Regions from separate parts of the Mus musculus genome. Here region 1 is linked to region 2. Evidence: chromatin contacts called from public Hi-C data. All regions are on one chromosome and are shown on one strand. The core of a region is the stretch at or near the end of the contact, and the rest is flanking DNA. Distances in the headings are between cores, read along the strand shown. Region 1 has its middle 75 kb from the start of Ibtk. Region 2 has its middle 62 kb from the start of Gm25125.

Region 1 (2,700 bases), core at 153-2,652, 260 kb before region 2:
ACTTGAGCTTGATCATCTGTGTTTTCTAAGCTCCAATGCAAAGCAAAAGGGAGGTCATTTAGACCTAAAAAATGGAGTGCTAACCCTCTTGCATTTGTAGACTCTTGTGAGCACAGAATCCGAGGTGTCCTTCCTGGCGTGCTAGAAATAGCATCCAATTCTTCGGCTATTTCGAGATGAAGTGAAAAAACGGTGGTAAGCAGCAGTATTGTCACCATGCAAACCCAGGACATATGGGAAACGTTAAAGATGTGGTTTGCCTGTGGGTTATAATGAATGTGAGCAAGATGCTCACTTACCAATTGCAAAGGGTGCTAATGTTTGGGCTTCTAACTGGAACTCTTCCTGGGACTTACTTTAACTTGCTTTCTAATTTCTTAAAATAGTTTTGGAGCCTATAGTTGAGATATGGGTAGTAATAGTCACAATACTGATTTTGCTTCTTAAAAATTGTATCAGGAAGTAAATTTGACTAACGCTGCAGAATTGAATAGGATAGACTCACGGCCCTTCAATACATTCCCATTGGATTTGGACTTGTGTGTATGTGCAGGACGGGTTTTCAATGTTTTCTGTTAATTTTTGTTAGGAAGGGCTATCACCTTATTTATACTCTTGCATAGTGAACCTCTAGAAAGGCAATTCTAGCCTCCCCTGTAGTCACTTAAGCTGTGATTCTGTGGGGACAATTATCATACCACATTTTGCTGTCCCTCTTTCCTTAAGGGATAACTGTGGGAGCCAGTATCTCTGGGACTTCTCATGAGTCAGTGAGCATTCACCTCTAGTGTGAGCTATTTGGAAGTGCTAGTGGGCCCCCACCCTCACCCTCCGGGATAGCACATGCTTATCACTAGCATCATAGATTTTTTTTTTCTTAAATTGAATATCTTTCTTTCTCTTTCCACCCCCATAGAAGGAGTTATAAAAATAGGTGATTCCATTTGGTAGGAGAATCACATACTATGTCCAAGACTGAGACATCCTGTGAGAAGCAGATTTCATTAAAGTGTCTGAAATGACAGGGATGGTTTAGATTTCGCATTGGAGAGGGAGTGAACACCGCCTCTAGGTATCAGACAAGTAAAATGATCCCAAATGTTTTATCCGATGCCAGATGAGCAGCCTGCTGGATAAATCATCCGCTGCATACACTCTGAGGGGTTACTGCAGTGGGCCCCGACTGCCTCGAAAAACGAGCAGCCATGGCAGTACCACCATCCCAGAAGGAGTATCTCCCTTACGCCTTGGCCCTCACAGCACTTCCTGTAGCATCCCTTCAGCTGCAGGCTCACTGGGATGCAGGCCAATAAACTGCCCACTGGGACCATGGTTCCCTGAGAGCTCTAACCCACTCATTCCTACTTATTTTCCTTGGGACCCGGTGAGTCATCTCTTGTGCCATTGTATGTTGGTCGTGTGATTCATTTCAGGCTTTTTTGCTCCCCCAGTCGCAGAGCAATGGCTCAGTGGAGGAACAGCATGCTCGTCTGTTAAATGTCAGGGTTCACAACATTGCACTTCGTCAGAGCCCCGAGCTTCCTTCGCTGGGGATTAGCGTAGTTAAATAAGAAGATGACAAAAGAAATTGCTTTTGTGTGGGTGAGACTATCCAGGCCTCTCGGGCCTCCCAGGCACTTATTTTTAAGACAATAACTTTCAGAGCTCTTTATGGTGATGACATTGTCAGCCTTTATGATTTCATTCCCTTTGGTTTTTATCAAGAGACATATGTGCCTCAAATGCCTAGCGTGAAATCAGCATCCGCTTAGCACGTCCTCAGAACAAATGTGATTAGTAGATTTTCCCATTTCCTGATAGCCACCTTTCCCCTCCCTTCCTTTCCCCTCCCTTCCCGTCGTCCCTTTCCATCCCTACCCATTTCTTTCCCTTTCCTTCCCCACCTTCTCCTCCCTTCCTCTCCTTCATCTTCCTTCGATTTTCTTCCTTTTCTTTTTTCTTTGTACATTTTGGAGCTAGCAAATTGCTTCTCCTTGTGTGCTCTTTAAAATTTATGGCAAAATAGTTTTTCCACAAGAAGTATTGCTAGTTCCATCAGAGAGAGAAGAAAAAAAAAATAACATAATTCCTCCAGTATGCTGAGGGATGGTGGAGTTTGTCTTCTCTGGAACTATTAAAGAAGCTATAATAGTGGTTGCTTCTATCCAAGGAGCAGAAAAAGACCAGAAATGTCTTATGGCTATTTCGGCTGGAGAGGATAACCATGGCTGCCTTCCTACCTTGGCCAGGATTCCTAATGGCCAGGCTGGCTGGGGTCCTCAGGTTCTGTTGAGTTTTCTCAGCAAAACAAAGAAAATATTTTTCCAGTTGCTTTATTTAATCACATGTATTTTTCAGAACAAATTTTAGTTAGTTTTTTGCTTTTTTTTTTAAAGCAGGGGTAAGATTCAACTTTTCCTGCATTAGGAAATAGATTATAAAATATGTTTCCGGGTCATAAAAACAAAAACAAAACAAAGAAACAACAAAAACCACCTCACTGTAGGATGCTGCTGAGGCCCAAGTGCCTGGAAAGTTTAGGGGAAATAGGGACAGGAGACAATTTCGTCTTGTCACCCCTCAGTCACCCAATGGACAGAAAGGCCTTGTTGTCTGCTCAACGGTCATCTTGAGTTCAGAAATGCTTCCACAGAGAGATCCTGCCTGAGCCGTCACTGCTGAGAGATGAGAGGCCATTCC
Region 2 (2,700 bases), core at 59-2,558:
GCTTATTTAGTCTAATATTCTCAAAGCTCACTAGTGTTTTCCAAATGACGGATTTCTATTTATAAAGGTGGAACTGTATAGCATTGTGTTTACATACCTACCACGTCTCTTATTCCATTCATCTGATGAGGAGGATTAAGAAGCAGGTTCCATGTCCCTACCCCAGAAAATAATGATCAGGTGAGATGATTGCCAACATCTCTCAACAAGCTGACTTCATCTCTCTCTCCAGGGATACTGGGTTCCCTGTCTGTATGCAATCTTCTGCTTTCTAATCAGGAAACGTCACAGTGGTCAACTAATCCATTAACAATAAATCCAGGGAAACAATTTAGTTATGTTAGAGCCTGGGACAATTGGACAGGTAAGGAGAAGGCAAATGAGAAGGAAGCAAAATGGAAAGAGAGAGGAAGGAGGAGGGAGGAGGGAGGAGGGGGGAGGGGGAGGGGGGGAGGGAAGGGTCAGGGCATGTATGAATCTTTTCTGAGCCAGGTGATCCTTCTAAATTAAATAGAGTAGTCAGATAAGGGTAACTGAAGAGATAGTATAGTGGATTGTTCAGTCTGATGCTTTACACACCCAGTCCTCCCAGGGCAGGGCACTGGCTTTTAACTTGAGGTAGCAAAGAAGAAAGAACTAGGGAAAAAAAGAAGGTACGGATCCACTACAGAGCAAGAAAGAGATAAACATGAGATAATAGCTGTCAATCTCCAAGTGGTAATGGGCAGAGATGAGAGAAGGAAGGGTTTCTAGAATGAAAAAGTCATTCCTGCTTGTCTACCCTCCTTTGGATGCTTTCAGCCTACTGTGACATGACTCAGATACTCTTCAAACCTTGAAGAATGAAGTTCCCACACATGCACCTGAGTTGGGATGGGACATAGATGCTCAATTTCTTTGACTTGAAAGGTCCTAAACCTTAAGGGCTAATAAGGAAGATGCCAGACACCCATGGATAGACCTCGGCACAGCTAGTAAATGTCTGTGTTTTTCTATCTGACTCAGTAAAAATGAAAACCAGAGCATTGCAGAATAGATTTCAGTGTGTGTGTGTGTGTGATTGTGTGTGCACGTGTGTGTGCGTGTGTAATGATGATGATGATTACACATTATCATATACCAGCTTAACATCTGCAGTTCATAGACTTCCATTTCTCTGATAAAGAGAGATGGCCCTAGTGACGCAAGCTATTTATCTAGTTTCCATAAAAAGCCTTCATGATAGTCGGTGAGGCCTCTAGGACTCGGCAAACAGACCTAACAGGGCCCACGCTGCTGCTGCCGCTGCAGCTGCCACTGCTGCCGCCTGTACTTCCTGATGGTGCTGCCTTTGGCTCTCTGCCACTCTCCGCAGGAGGCTGAGCTCTTCAGCCCCATTCAGGAATCCTCCATCTCCATAGCTAGCACATTTAGAGAGGTGTGTATTTTTAGTGCAGTTTCATATCTGCTGACATTTCTGTGCCTTAATTCTGCATCACTTACACATGTTTTCTAACCTCAGTGTAGAAATAGGCTGCTGTCTTGTCAGTTGTACGATGTCAGAAAGGACTGAACTAAATCAGACAAGATGATTCATTTTGAGGCCCTCAGTTGAACAACCAACCATTCACTAGACATGTGGGCGGGGCTTGACTGTAGCTCAGGGGTAGATCCCCTGGTATACATAAGACCCAGGTAAGGTTAAAAACTAGTTAGATGGTAAAAACTGTCTCAGGATACTTCAGGGAATAGCAAGACTTAGTGTTTCGAAGTTTCCTTGAAACAGAAAAGAACACTTTGTTCCTCCAGCTAAGAAGGTTCATCTACTAAGTTATCAGAAGCTGTAAAAGAACATCTTGAAAAACTGCCCCCTCAGATAACACGGTAGTGCTACAACAGTGTTTTAAGCCTTGAGGCAATAGAACCCAAGATAAAAAACCTTTCCAAAGCCTCCTGGAAACCATCAGAGTTGAGAGCATCACCTAGTCTGCCTCTTTGTTACACAATCCTTTATTATCTCCTGTTCAAGGTCCCATGCCCTTGCTAAGATAGATCTGAGGCGTTACTAAAGACAATGATTATCAACCAAGCAATGTCTGGAATGTTAGTGGCATGCAGGTAAAGAACTAGTGCTGACCTTTCGTCTTCATTCATAGTTCACATTTAATGTTTACAAAGGAGGCTGTAATATGCCTCCTGAAGTCTATGACTATATGTGCCTTTAACTTTAAAATACATCACAAGCTCCAAGCCACAAAAGAGGTTGCGATACATACAATTTTTAATTTTTAGCAGCACATATAGACTGGATCCTTTTGTTTTAAAGGGTCCCACTATGTAGCCCTGACATGGAACTTTCTGTAGAGTATGAGGAATACAGGCTGGCCTTGAACACCCCGAGGTACCCCTACCTCTGCCTCCCAAGTTCTGGAAGGGTTATAGTTTCATGATATGAAATAAACATTTTAAGTTTTTGTTAATAATTGAGTGTTTCCATAAGCAACAGCACATCTGTGTATTAGAATGTGTTATAAAAGCTTAACATGAGGGTCTCATAGTGTCTGCAGTGATGTAGGAAAAACACAAATATGATTTATGATTACTAGTAAGACTAAAAGATAACAGAGCTGCTCTCAGTCTGGTCCAGGGAAAATCTCTCTCTCTCTCTCTCTCTCTCTCTCTCTCTCTCTCTCTCTCTTTCTCTCTCTGTATGTGTGTGTG

What was found. Hi-C and Micro-C count contacts between places; a contact is called where the count stands out from the background.
Region 1: a Hi-C map of cerebral cortex shows a contact between it and region 2, with 2.0 times the contacts expected there. The contact joins two enhancer-like sites. A contact is called at or near these places in 5 of 484 Hi-C or Micro-C datasets (the N1E-115 cell line, cerebral cortex and uterus).

The regions. Positions count from the first base shown.
Region 1 is chr9:85,672,848-85,675,547 of GRCm38.p6, reverse strand. No RefSeq gene overlaps it. Among named protein-coding and RNA genes, the nearest start is that of Ibtk, 75 kb to the left of the region's middle. Within about 2 kb of position 1,402, at least 40 of the 459 cell types and tissues checked have an H3K27ac peak or open chromatin away from gene starts, as enhancers often do. A contact at or near this core is called in the N1E-115 cell line and cerebral cortex, where this site is marked.
Region 2 is chr9:85,409,494-85,412,193 of GRCm38.p6, reverse strand. No RefSeq gene overlaps it. Among named protein-coding and RNA genes, the nearest start is that of Gm25125, 62 kb to the left of the region's middle. Within about 2 kb of position 1,308, at least 98 of the 459 cell types and tissues checked have an H3K27ac peak or open chromatin away from gene starts, as enhancers often do. A contact at or near this core is called in the N1E-115 cell line and cerebral cortex, where this site is marked.